Linked DNA regions of Mus musculus: region 2 is linked to region 1. A link is a contact called in public Hi-C data. All regions are on one chromosome and are shown on one strand. Each heading gives the region's core, a stretch centred on a gene start, on an enhancer-like site or on the middle of the called end of the contact. The rest is flanking DNA. Distances are from core to core; before and after follow the strand shown.

Region 1 (6,460 bases), core at 1,186-3,685:
CATTGCTTTGTCTATGAATGTTTCCTCTCATGCCACAATAAATGTAGGGGGGATAGCTGGTCTTGGAAAAGTCAGGTGTTCCTGGATCCCCTGGGCACACGTCCCAACATTTTTTGAAAACAGAATTTGTTGTTATCATAGAGGAAACGGCTTATTTGGCTTATTTAATGTGCTAAATTATACTATTGGTAATTTAGACCTCCCTTGTGGTAAATGAGCCTGCTGAGACTCTCTGGGCTCTCCCACTTTGCTTCCATACGTAACAGAAGCTCGAAAGGACTCACGTTAGCCTGCTTGGCCTTGATTCACGTATCCAACCACTGAGGGGTGACTGCCATTCTTCACAATTTTCCCTTCAGTGCTGGAGATGGACCCTGAGGGCTCCTATATTCATTTCTTCTCTGAGATCTTGAAATAAATCTTCAATCTTCATGCTGCCCGTGACTATTATTAAGCCAGGATGATTTAAGCTGCGGACTCTTCACTGGGTCAGTGGCTTCCTTTTACTTGCTGACGCATGGGGGCGCCAGACTTCTAGAAATGGATGAAGGTTTCCCTGCCACAGGGTAGTCTTGTTTCTGAAGCTCGGTAATGTTCTGCAAGGGCAAAAAAACAGCAAGAGTCCAGTGATTAGGAGTTGGCTTTCACTATTTTTTTTCTTGCATTTTTAAATGATAAATCCTACTGGGAATATAGTAACTTCTGGCCCCTGGTACAAACCATATAAGTTTTAAACTGGGGAAAGAAACTACCCTGGACTATTTTTTTTTCTTTAACACAAGAAAGAAAAGTTTTCTTTTTAAAGCAGGAGCCGTTCAAAAGGATTGTCAGTGCCTTTTAAAATCGTAAGGTATTTCCAAATGAAGCATCAGAGTTTTTAACATGTTCCTGTTTGTTCTGTTATTTGCCTCATTTGAGCTAAAAAGAAAAAAAAAAACAAAAAAAACAAAAAAACAAAAACAATGAGTCCTCTTCCCCTTCCGTGTTCCAGAATGGATTGTCGCCACTGCACATGGCCACACAAGGAGACCATTTAAACTGCGTCCAACTCCTCCTCCAGCACAACGTGCCCGTGGACGACGTCACCAACGACTACCTGACTGCCCTCCATGTGGCTGCCCACTGCGGCCATTACAAAGTTGCCAAGGTTCTTTTGGATAAGAAAGCTAGCCCCAATGCCAAAGCCCTGGTGAGTAGTCCTGCCATCCAACCCAAGCGAGGGTCTTGCCAGCGGCACATGATGCATCGCGTGTGGAGGGATTGCTCTTCCAGAGACAAAGACGGAATGCCCATTAAATCACTGTACTTTGTTAATCTTTCCAAATGTCCTTGGGAGTAGACAAAGCCTCCTGTGCTGGTGGGAATAAAGCTGACAGTGCAAAACGGCTGGTTCTTCAGGGCCCCACTCAGGTTCCTCTTACCTGAGAGAGAGCCTGACATTAAACGGTTATAAAAAAGACCGACCTGAACAGCTTCATTCACCTCACTGCGGTAATGTTATGATTCCTCCAGTTAGAGGGGTTTTGTTGTTTTCTTTCTGACGTATAGAATCTTGAAGCAAACTAGACATGACTGCCAGCCCTTGTAAGGCTGAGTCAGGAGGATTACTATGAGTTCAAAATCAGCCTGATCTACAGAAGGAGACTTTCTTTCAGATAAAAATAATGATAATGTACATATGTATGAATGATATGTATGTATGTACATATATATTATACATTTATACATGCATGTGTATATGTGTGTGTGTATGTATGTATACACACATATACATACATATATACATTATACATACATGCATATAAACAGACAGCTGGGCATAATGTCAAGAGCAGGAGAGCTCTGAGTTTGAGGCCAGCCAGGTCTGGCTAGTCCCAGGCTAGCCAGAGCTACATAGTGAGACCCTGTCTTAAAAAATAATAATACTATTTGTCCAAGAATTTGTGAGCTTAAATGATATTAACCTTTGTTGTTGTTTTGTTTTTTAATAAGACAATGCTTGCTATTGTTAAAGTAAATAACCCTTAGTACGGTTGAAATAAATAATCCCTAGTAAAGTGTTGACATTTCATTCAGAGTAAGCCCAGGCACTCAGAGAAAGAACGAAAATGCCCAGTCCCGGGGAAGACGTTGATTGACTAGTGATTTTGAGGTATAGGTTGACTCCAGCCAACCCTTCCTGGCAGGCTTCTGCTTCCCTCAAACGCTGCCTTGTGACCTTGCCTTCAGAACCTCTGTGCCTCTGCCTCAGGGGGGCCTGAAATTCAGTGGAGAGGAGGGAGCTTGGCACTCAGTACACAGCCGGCAGCGCCTTGGTCTTTGGAAACCCAACAGCGTCTACCAAAAAAAGTATTTTAGGAGCTGCTGGCCTGCCCAGTGTGTCAGAAGCCTCTGCCTTCTGAGAAGGGAGGGGACCTCTGAATGGCCATGAGTCACTCTTTTTCCATAGGAGAAAAAAAAAAAAAGTAAGGCTCTAAAGCAGGACGTGGCTTAACTTTCATTTTCCTATGACTCAAGTTTTCCCAACAGAGGGACATTGTAGTCAGTTACCCTGGGATGGATTATAGCCAAAAAGGAAAGAAAGAAAAGATAAGAAAAGCATTCCTGGGACCTGCCCAGGGGCACCTGCTGTATCTTTGTGTGGTGAACCTCCGTCTTTGTACGGGTCCCTACTGACGGCTGAAACAGGCGGCCCAGTCTCAGCTGTTGGACAGAGAACGGTTGGGTGGGTAATTTGTTTAAACGCCAATTCTTTTATGAGAGTAAACCTTTGAGCAAATGAGCTGCACGCCATTGAGTCACCTGAGATCCTGGGTCCTTAGAGTAAGCCCATGCTCGAGCCTTTTGGTTTGGTGTGGTTTTCGCTTTTGCTTTTTTGCGATAGGGTCTCTCTGAATAATCCCGGTTCTCCTGGAATTCACTGTGTAGACCAGGCTGGCCTCGAACACAGAGATCCACCTGCCTCTGCTGGGATTAAAAGCCTTGTGACACCACTGTCCCTCTGCTGCTGCGTGTTTGAGTCTTAAGAAAGGAAACTCTCTGGAGCTTGTCCTGAGAATGTCCTGTCACACAGGGGACAAGTCTGAGCAGGCCTTGGCAAAGGTTGACTGTGCAGACAGACTTGATGCTTGTGTTTTCCCCAGCTGTATTTGAAGTAAGCTCCTTAATTCAACCCATAGAGGGATGGGAAGGGCTCAGTGAACACACTCTGGTCCTTTACAACGGAGTCTCAGAAGGCTCGGGCTAAATGCCTGGGAACCCAGGTACAAGGCAGGACACCTCTCTCGGAAGCAAACCCATCCTCTCCGGATTTAGGAGTTTGATGTTCTGAGTTTACAAATCCGGACAGCGGTGCTTTATAAGGCTGTGTTTCTTGTACAAAGTTGTCCAGAGGCAGGAAGAGAGTGGGTGCTTTGAGTGAAATAAAAGAAATAAAAAGGAGAGGAAAGGACATGACCGCTCCTAGGTATGGTGGAGGAGAAAGTTTATTATAGATATAAGAGAGACACAGAGGCAGACTCGTCTGGTAGAGACTTGAGTGGTCATGACCCTGACCACCTGTGGGACAGGAGAAAGGAGAGAGGGAAAACAAGTATAATAGCCAGGAGGACAAAGGTACAAAAGGAGCAAAAGGGGGTGGGGGAGGGGGAGGGGGAGAGGATTATACAGGGGAGAGCCTCTGGGGTAAGGGCAGCCCAGCCCCTAGGCTGGAAAGTTCAGGATAGAGGGCAGAGTATGCCAGCCATACCCTGAAACAGGTAGGGACTGAAGGATGCTGGGAGAACCTGGAGGCCAGGTCCACTTTGATTGTTAAATAGGCACCTTAGCTGCTTGTCCCAGGTTTGAAACCTTAACACACACTTGCATCATAGTAAGTCAATCAAGGATAATATGAAGGACCAACTGGTCAGAGTGGGGTCAGGCCGGTTAGTGGTGGAACAAACACTTAGAGACAGCCCCACAGGTAAGACAAAGGATATCAGCTAGGGCAATGGCACATGCCTGCTGTCCAGACCATCCAAAGGAAAAAGTAGGAGGGCTGGAGACATGGCTCAGTGGTGAAGAATGCTGACTGCTCTCTTAGGGGACCCGGGTTCAATTCCTAGCACCCGCACAGCAGGTTACAACTATTTGTGACTCCAGTTCCCAGGGATCTGACTTCCACAGAGCAGTGTGTACACCTCGTGGGCAGATATATATGTAGCATCAATACACATAAAATAATAACTTCAGGGCTGGAGAGATGGCTCCAGTGGTTAAGAGCACTGACTGCTCTTCCAGAGGTCCTGAGTTCAATTCCCAGCAACCACTTGGTGACTCACAACCATCTGTAATGGGATCCAATGCCCTCTTCTAGTGTGTCTGAAGACAACTACAATATACTCTTATACATAAGTAAATAGTAAATATATGAAGTAATAATAATAATAACTTTTAAAATAAAAGAAAAAATCAGAAGGCACATGGCTGAGTCCAGCTGGGCTTTATATAATGAGACACTGAGTCAAAACTCAAAATGAAATTAAAAAATTATTTGGAACTCTAAAATAAAGTAAAGAAGTTTATGCACACTTCACCTTTTCCCTACAAGGAAGTTACAACCTGGGAACCTTGCTGGGAACCAGTCCAGACTCGTCCATCCAGGAAAGCCATGTGTCTAACCACTTTGGTTCTGGGTCCTCACAGCGCCTTATTGTACTAGATGTCTTTCCCTGCACACAGTAGGAACTGACTCCCATGTACTGAAGTTAAGTAGATACATGTGTTTGTCCCTTACAGAATGGCTTCACCCCTCTCCATATCGCCTGCAAAAAGAACCGCATCCGAGTAATGGAACTCCTTTTGAAGCACGGTGCATCTATTCAAGCCGTAACCGAGGTGAGAACACTTGCGGGACTCGGGGGACTAGAGAGTATAGCTTCGGCAGCCGTGGGTTTCCCTCTAGGGAAGCAGCTATAGATAGGCCTGCTTGTCTCCTAAGGGGCATCTCGTTGGCAGACTGCCACCTCTTGGGTAGGGGCTGGCTGTGCTACCAAACAACCCACACTTGGTTGCAGGTGGCTGGCCGAAAGACTGAGAAACGTGTTCCTGTGCTAAGAGAGAGTAAGGACTGTTCTGTGTGAACGTGTCCAGTGAATGAAGTATGGGAGTGTTGCAGTTAGGAGCAGGGAAGCCCTGTGTGCATTTCCTCTGAACCCACCGAGAGAATTCATCCTTATGTGTCAGCACTGGGTCTCCGCATAGCAAACAGGCGTGGGTCTCCCCACTCCAGAACTGCCCCACCCCAATCCACCTCTCTGCCTTCCCAACTCCAGGAACTCTCTCTGCAAATTGGAGCGTTGGCTCTTCTCCTAGAGCAGGTATATGTGTCTCATTCGTTTGCCAAGCTGGTCCTGTACATCTGGAACACCTCTCCTGGAAAATCTGCCCTGGGTGTTCTCCATGGGTCAGTTATGAGCATATTTCTACCCATGCTAATATCCAGTTATCATACCTATGACCTGTGACTCCCCTGTGACCCCAGAACCCACAGACCAAGGCTTCTTGTCCTCACACGCCCACAATTCAGGAAGTCTTGTTGAATGCTTGATGCTGGTCACACAGGTCCTATTGCTTGTGTGTGGCATGTTTACCTTGCCTCGAAATGCTTCTATAATCTCAATACACAGCAGTTAGAAATACCAGAGAAAGGGCATTTCAGGAGACTCGTGTCTGCGTGTGCCCTGGTGTTTCTCATACAGAGCAGTGATTTTAGCTCAGCGCAGAAAAATGCGTTAGGGGTCAGAATGGACACGGAGACAAAGGTTGGATTGAAGTTGTTTAAGTGTTCAGAGATGCTTCCCAGTGCTGAGAAGCCCCTACCAGACTCCAGCTCCTGAGGCCTTGGGAGGGTAGGTCCCTGACACCTGGCTCTCCTGTTGCTGGAAAAGGATGAGAAACCAAAATAAAAAGTCCCCCGTCCTGCTCTATTTGTCTTTACTGTTGGGCGGTTGGCAGGCAGACTTTTTCTTCTTTCAGCATACACTTTACTTTTATAGATAGAATTGGTCTTATGTGTATATGTGTGTGTTTGCATGTGTGTGCATATGTGTGTGTATGTATATATGTGTGTGTGTTTGCATGTGTGTGTATATTTGTGTGTGTGTATATATATGTATGTATGTATATTCTATGTATGCATATTAGTGTATCTGTTGTAAACATATATTTTTTCTCATATATATGAGAACCTGTAGCCTTACTCACGCTAGGCAATACTCTACCACTATCTTCAGAACTAGCCTAGTCATTCATATACACATATATGTGTGTGTGTGTGTGTGTGTGTGTGTGTGTGTGTGTGTGTGTATAATTTCTATAGAGATTTACTACAAAGGTCATTTTTTCTCTTCCTATTATTTTTATCAGGTTAATGTTGTAAAGTAATTAAATTCTGAACATTAAAAAGATGGAACAAAGG
Region 2 (6,460 bases), core at 2,191-4,690, 77 kb after region 1:
GAAGCCTTTTTACATTAAAAGACACCGCATTATAGTTTAACACCAATATGGCGTCAGTGCCAGGGCGTGATTTACACTCTGGCCGAGTCTCTTATCAACCAATGAAAGACAAAGACACTGGGAGAATGGGGGAAAAAAAATGTGAAGGACCACAGGCCGGCAGATGTTGCCATGGAAACGATCCAGAGCAAAGTGTCCCCCTACACACATTGGGGGTCAGTTGCTGGAGGTTGGCTTTGTCTGTACCAAGTGGGCATGTAGACTAATCCCCTAAATACATGCACCCCCTGTGCCCATGGCCAGGAGGGTCTATAGGGTAGTCAGTACCCTTGCAGTAGCAGATGCTGTTAGGAGAAAATCTGCTGTCTCTATGAGCAGGCGCAGGCCTTAGCACAGGACCGTAGATGCTGGACCCCAGCCAGCCCTTCTAACTCCTTTCCTGAAATTAAAAAACAAAACAAAAAATAAAAAAAAACAAACAAACAAAACCCCTCAGATAGTGACACCACGTTTTCAGAGGTGTTGTGAAAACTGGGTCTGGAGAGCCCATAACCACCTTTGAGCCACCTCCAATAAGTTCACGGTAGCAAGGGTCATCTCCCATAGAAAGTGCCAACAGGCGCTGCCAAATCCAGCTACAGGCGGCTCAGCCCCAAAGCTGCACTTTTTCACTAGATACCACCTCGGTCCCAATAGATCTAGGAGCTGAGGCTCATGTAGCCCATGCTAGCCTGCGACTCACGTCCCAATTGAGGGTGACCTTGAACTCCTGATCCTCCAGCTTCCACGTTCCAAATGTCAGAATTACAGGTGTGTGCCATTATGCCAGGTATATATGGTCCTGGGAGCCAGACCCAGGGCTTCACGCATGCTACGCAAATGTTCTGCCACTGAGCTGCGTCCGCAGCTACTGCTTCTATTTTAATGGTCACCCAGCGATGTGCTCTGCTTAGTCCTTTAAATGGGAGCCATAGTGCCCCTGAGCATTGATGGTGAGGACAGACACTCTGAAAGGAATACTGTTTGTTTATAAAATAAGTAGATGCTGGCATGTCTCTGCTCAGTTTTCCCCAAACTCTAGCCTGTAAGTATGTGGAGACAGTTGGAAAGGAAATTACCAATTCATGATCTGCCTATAAAACCGTAGGTTTGCCTGAGTTGCTGTTATTTTGCTTCAGAAACCGCCCCTACAGTAAGAACATTCTGGCAGCTCATATTTAAGTTATTCGGACTCAGGGCCACTCATAAACCTGAACCAACCTCCACGAAAGAGAAAAGGGGACTCTGAGGAGAAACTGTTCTGGCAGCCAACATTGGCTTGAAATGCTACCTTTCAGAGGCACGGCAGCACATTCTAGCTCCCTGGGATGGCCAGGTGTACCATCTGCTCAGCTGTGGTGTGACTAGGCTCTGATGGGCTGCAAAGAGCTAGGGGAGGCAAGGAGAGAAAGCAGATCCAAAGGGGGTTGTCGGATCCTGGCAAGTTGGCACATCCTGCCTCGTGAATATTACATGCCGGTGGGATACCTTTCTGTGTGGTATAATTCCTGGTTTTAATTATTAATGTCACCAGTAAGTTTCTCAGAGTACTGAAGGTAAATAATTTACTGTAATTAACAAAGAGGTGAAAGATTATTAATTTATCAGACTTTAAAAAAAGCACTCTAAAGGTCTAAATGGAAAATCACTCAAGGGCCTCAGACATACAGCTGTAATTTGTCCCCACAACCACACACATGCGCGCGCGTGCGCGCGCGCGCGCATACACACACACACACACACACACATGCTCCTCACCAACATCACCAAAAATACTAAAGTAGCTTTGCATTCAGTCCCTGGTCCCAGTGTGACAGTTGGCTGCTGCTGGTGTCTGTAAAAGCTGGTCTAAGTGGTTAGCTGACTGAACGTGAGTTTCTCCAGTGGTTCATTGCTCTCCAAAGTTAATCTCAGCTCTGTCCAGTCGTATTAGATTATTTGTTTGTTTGTAAGATTTATGTTAGCTGTGCTCCTGAGTGTATATACCTGTACCATGTATGTACAGTCTTTGGAGGCTAGAAGAGGGTGTTGGATCCTCTGGAACTGGAGTTACAGATAGCTTCAAGCCACCGTAGAGATGTTAGAAATCAAACCTGGGCTCTCTTGCAAGAACAGCCAGTGCTCTTAGCTGCTGAGCCTTTGCTTCAGGCCCAGCATCAAATTCTAATCACACATACACACACACATACCCACACACACATACACATACACACACACACACACACGCACACACACACATACCCACACACACATACACATACACACACACACACACACACGCACACATACACATACACACACACACACACATACACACACATACACACACACACACACACACACACACACACACACACACACTGTCTTCTCTTGTTAAATGCAGTGATACCTATCCCTCATTCACTTTGGCATTTTCCTAGGACCTAAACCATGACTCAAATAGACTCAGTTGCTCTACAGACTATCTGTTTTAAATGTCAGAGCTGTTATGCCTTTTAAGGCTGAGGACATAGCTCAATTCACTAAAGGACTTGCCATGCAAGTGGTGAGAACCTAAGTCCCCGCCCTAGAACCACATAGAAAGTGAGGCTTGGCAGCTCGATTGTATTGCCAGTGCTGAGGAAGACGGGAGGAACAATCCTGGAGGTGTGCTGCTGGTTAGCCAGCTTAATCAAATTGGTAAGCTCCAAGCCAGAAAGAGATTTGTTTTCCATCCCAAAACCACCAAGATAGACAATTCTTGAAGTACAATACCCAAGGTCATCTCTTTCTCCTTCCCTTTCCCATTTCCCTTCCCCTCCCTCCTCCCCCTCCCCCTCCCCCTCCCCCTCTTCCTTTCCCTCTCCTCCTCTCTCTCCCTCTCCCCCTCCCCCTCCTTCTTCTCCTCCCTCTCCCCCTCTCCCCCCTCTTCCTCCCCCTCTTTCCTCCCCTCCTCCCCCACATGGACCTACTTGTACACACACAAATAGTCTGAGTCATTTGGGGTATATTTGTAAGTCAGGGGTTTTGTTGTTTATTTGTTGGCTGGCTGGTTTTGTTTGCTTTGTTTTTGAGGCAAGGTTTCACGTAACCTAGGCTAGGCTCAGAGTCACTCACTATGTATCAGAACACGACCTTGAGCCCCTGACCTTCCTCCGGTGCAATGGTTTTCAACCTTCCTTATTCTTTCCCTTAATACAGTTCCTCATGTTGTGGTGATCTCCCCCAGCCATAAAATTATTTTTGTTGCTACTTCATAACTGTCATTGTGCTACTGTTATGAGTTGTAATGTAAATATCTATGTTTGCCAACAGTCTTAGGGACTCTTGTGAAATGGTTGACAACCCCCTCCCCAGACATACACACATCCCCTGGTTCCCTAAGGGGTGTGTGGCCATCTCTGTCTCTAGGCTCTGAAATTCCATGCTGATGCAGCCCTAGTGGTCTCAGAGGGGGATCTCACTCCTTGTCACATAGTAGATCCTCTTACACTGAGAACATGGGCTTCAGAACTGGGAAAGGACCTTGAGTTGTTTCCTTATTATCTTCTGTTTCAAGTTTCTCTCTCTCTCTCTCTCTCTCTCTCTCTCTCTCTCTCTCTCTCTCCCCTTCTCTCTCTCTCTCTCTCTCTCTCTCTCTCTCTCTCTCTCTCTCTCTCTCTCTCCCCTTCTCTTTCTCTCTCTCTCTCTCTCTCTTTCTAGACGTGTTGATTGGTTTGTTTATGGAGCAGGATTTGAAACTCTAGTGTTGATCTTTGATTTCCTCTATTTTCTCAGCTTTTTAATTTTAATGTTATTTGAGTATGCATGTGTGCATGTGCACGCCCACGTGTGTGTGTGTGTCTATGTGTGTGATGCCTGCGCACATGTAGTGTGTCAAGTCTTCTCTTTCTACCTCCAATCTCTTTGTGGGAGTGCTGGGATTACAGGTGTGTGTACTGCATCCTGCGTTGAGCTCTGGTCAGCAGGCTTGCATAGAACTTCTACTACTGAGCCACACCTCCTGCCCTGTATGGCCATTTTAATTCAATCAAGTTTTTGATTCAATGAGGGAAGTACTTCGGAGCTTGTGAATCTCTGTTTGACATGCTGGCACGATCTTTGGGCCCATTTTCCAGTATAAATTCTATGACTTCATCCACTTTCTTGTGAGACTGTTGACGCCTCCCCTCTACATGGCCCCACAATTCAGCTTGTGTCCTAGAAGACATGTATCATGCTTGAGGCTGCCTGACTGTCTGTCAGAACCTTAGTGGGCTTTCTCCTCTTCAGCAGCTATCTCTGTAGACATGAACACTCGTTCTATCTACATTTACAACAGACAAACATTCCCAATGGCAGAAAGTCAAGTCCTCGCTCTCAGGTCTCTGACTCTCTGGAGTTTCGCTCTCGGTGCACATTGCCCTCTGCTACTTCAGTCTATGTTTTAATCAGGCTTTCTTGTTTCGAGGAAGACTTTGTCAGCCATAGGACCCATAGGTATCAGAGTCATCAGGACTGAATTTTGAGAACAGGGAGAAAATTTTAATTTGTAGGATTATTTTGGACCAGAAGTGAACTTGCCGAAAAGCATGTAAATTAATTTCTTCGTGTTTCCTGTACTATGCAGATGATACCAGGCTGCCTTCTTAGTATCTTCATATGTAGTATTTTATCAGTACACTATGTTGGTTCTTTTTAAAGGTTCCTCTTTTTTTTTTTTTTTTTTTTTTTGAATTTCAGAGCTTTATTGGATAGGACAGAGGGCCACATTTCTGCCTGCTCACCCCTAAACTGTAATTGCGCTGAGATCCCTGGTGATCTTCCTCATGACCTCCATTGGCGTCTGAAGAGAGTATGACCAGGAAAGCTCAAAGCTTCCTTCCTTAAAGGTTCTTCTAAGCGGACCCAGATGTAGACCTCATGAGCAGGACTTCCAAATTTATTACATTGACTGTTTATAAACAGGCTTATAAAGGAATGCAGATGAGAAAGCCGGTGTGTCTGTGTGTGGCTGATGTCTTGTGTGTATGGAGAAAACCTGTGTGTCACGTGTGTGGTTGATGTCACGTTCTGCTTTGTTTTTCAGCACCTGACGTTCACGAGGGAGTTTGATTCTGACTCCCTCAGACACTACAGTTGGGCAGCGGACACGTTAGATAATGTGAACCTGGTCTCAAGCCCGGTGCATTCTGGGTAAGTGCCCACGTGACATTTCTCTTTATTCCGTTATGCTCCATTGCATTTATTATTTAGAGTTATCCATGCATATTGAACACCTCCATACCTACGGATATATTCACCTGTGCAATATATGCTCATTTGTGAGAGTGTGTGGTTTGCATTTGTAAATCATGTAAAAGTATTTTGGGGACAAGTCTGTTTTTATTCCTGAAAGCAGAGTATCAGAAAAACCATTGATTGTTGATAACAGCAAAATTTCCTGGCTGTTGTGATCATTAAATCTTTAAAAAAATTTTTCCAATGGAAAAGATTTTAACACAATGTTATTTTTCTTAAATTTTTTTCTCAAATGAGGCTTCCCCCCCCCCCATATGTATCTGACTTTTTTTTCTTTACCATAAAACCATTATTTAGAGATAGGGAAGTGGTTCAACCAGTAGAGTGCTTGTCACACAAGTGTGAGGACCTGGGTTTGAGTCTCCAAAACCTGTGGGCATGGTGGCTCAAACCTGTAACCTCAGAGCTGGCGAGGCAGTGCAGACTGGCAAATCACTGGGGTCTGCAGGCCAGCTATTCCAGCCTAGTGGATCCCAGCCAAGTCAATGAGGGCCACCTGTCTCAAAGACCAAAGTAAACATGGCCTGGGAATCAGCTCGGGAAGTTGGTCTCTAGTTTCCACATGAGCATACACACAGGAACATGCTTAGCCACCTATGACTGCGTGCATCTACACACATGCACACACACACACACACACACACGTACACACACACACACACACACACACACACACACACACGTTCACACACACGTTCACACAAACATCAACTGTATTATTGATTCGCCTCACAAACTGACTCAGTGTCCCCTGTAAGCAGGCCACTCTGCTGTTGGTCTTAGTTTCCTGTTGTTTGGCCGTTCTTAATAGATGGTTTGTTTTGTGCCATGCCCCCCCCCCTTTTTTTTTGAACTATAAACTTGAAAGTTTCCAATTGACTTTGGTACCTTTTGCATTCCTGAAGAAAAGTTGCAATTATGTAGTATTATGTTATAATTAGAAGGAAAAAAAAGACTCTTTAAAAATAAAATATATATATATATATACTTTTAAAATGTCACATACCAATATATACCCGAGAAGTGCTGATAAGAACCACATAAAGAGTTTCTCATCCCTGTCTCATATCAGAAGACTGAATAGTGGCCCACTGTGACAAATGAATTGGTAGTCAATGTATTTTTAGATGCTGGAGTCTTTAGTGGGTAATTTACTGTGAGA

What was found. Hi-C and Micro-C count contacts between places; a contact is called where the count stands out from the background.
Region 2: a contact with region 1 is called in a Hi-C map of Sertoli cells, with 2.4 times the contacts expected there. The contact joins two enhancer-like sites. A contact is called at or near these places in 3 of 15 datasets of contacts at CTCF or cohesin (the NIH/3T3 cell line, embryonic stem cells and stem cell-derived epiblast-like cells), 22 of 484 Hi-C or Micro-C datasets (the CH12 cell line, Sertoli cells, adipose-derived mesenchymal stem cells and 12 more), 7 of 115 datasets of contacts at active chromatin or transcription factors (bone marrow-derived macrophages, embryonic stem cells, extraembryonic endoderm stem cells and 2 more) and 1 of 9 other capture datasets (embryonic stem cells).

What each region holds. Positions count from the first base shown.
Region 1 is chr10:69,870,011-69,876,470 of GRCm38.p6, forward strand. It overlaps Ank3 (ankyrin 3, epithelial), which reads left to right. Exons shown (of 43, transcript NM_146005.3): 10 at 992-1,189; 11 at 4,780-4,878. Among named protein-coding and RNA genes, the nearest start is that of Gm33416, 6.9 kb to the left of the region's middle. Within about 2 kb of position 2,436, at least 145 of the 459 cell types and tissues checked have an H3K27ac peak or open chromatin away from gene starts, as enhancers often do. A contact at or near this core is called in Sertoli cells, where this site is marked.
Region 2 is chr10:69,945,866-69,952,325 of GRCm38.p6, forward strand. It overlaps Ank3 (ankyrin 3, epithelial), which reads left to right. Exons shown (of 43, transcript NM_146005.3): 27 at 5,087-5,193. Among named protein-coding and RNA genes, the nearest start is that of Gm33361, 28 kb to the left of the region's middle. Within about 2 kb of position 3,441, at least 7 of the 459 cell types and tissues checked have an H3K27ac peak or open chromatin away from gene starts, as enhancers often do. A contact at or near this core is called in Sertoli cells, where this site is marked.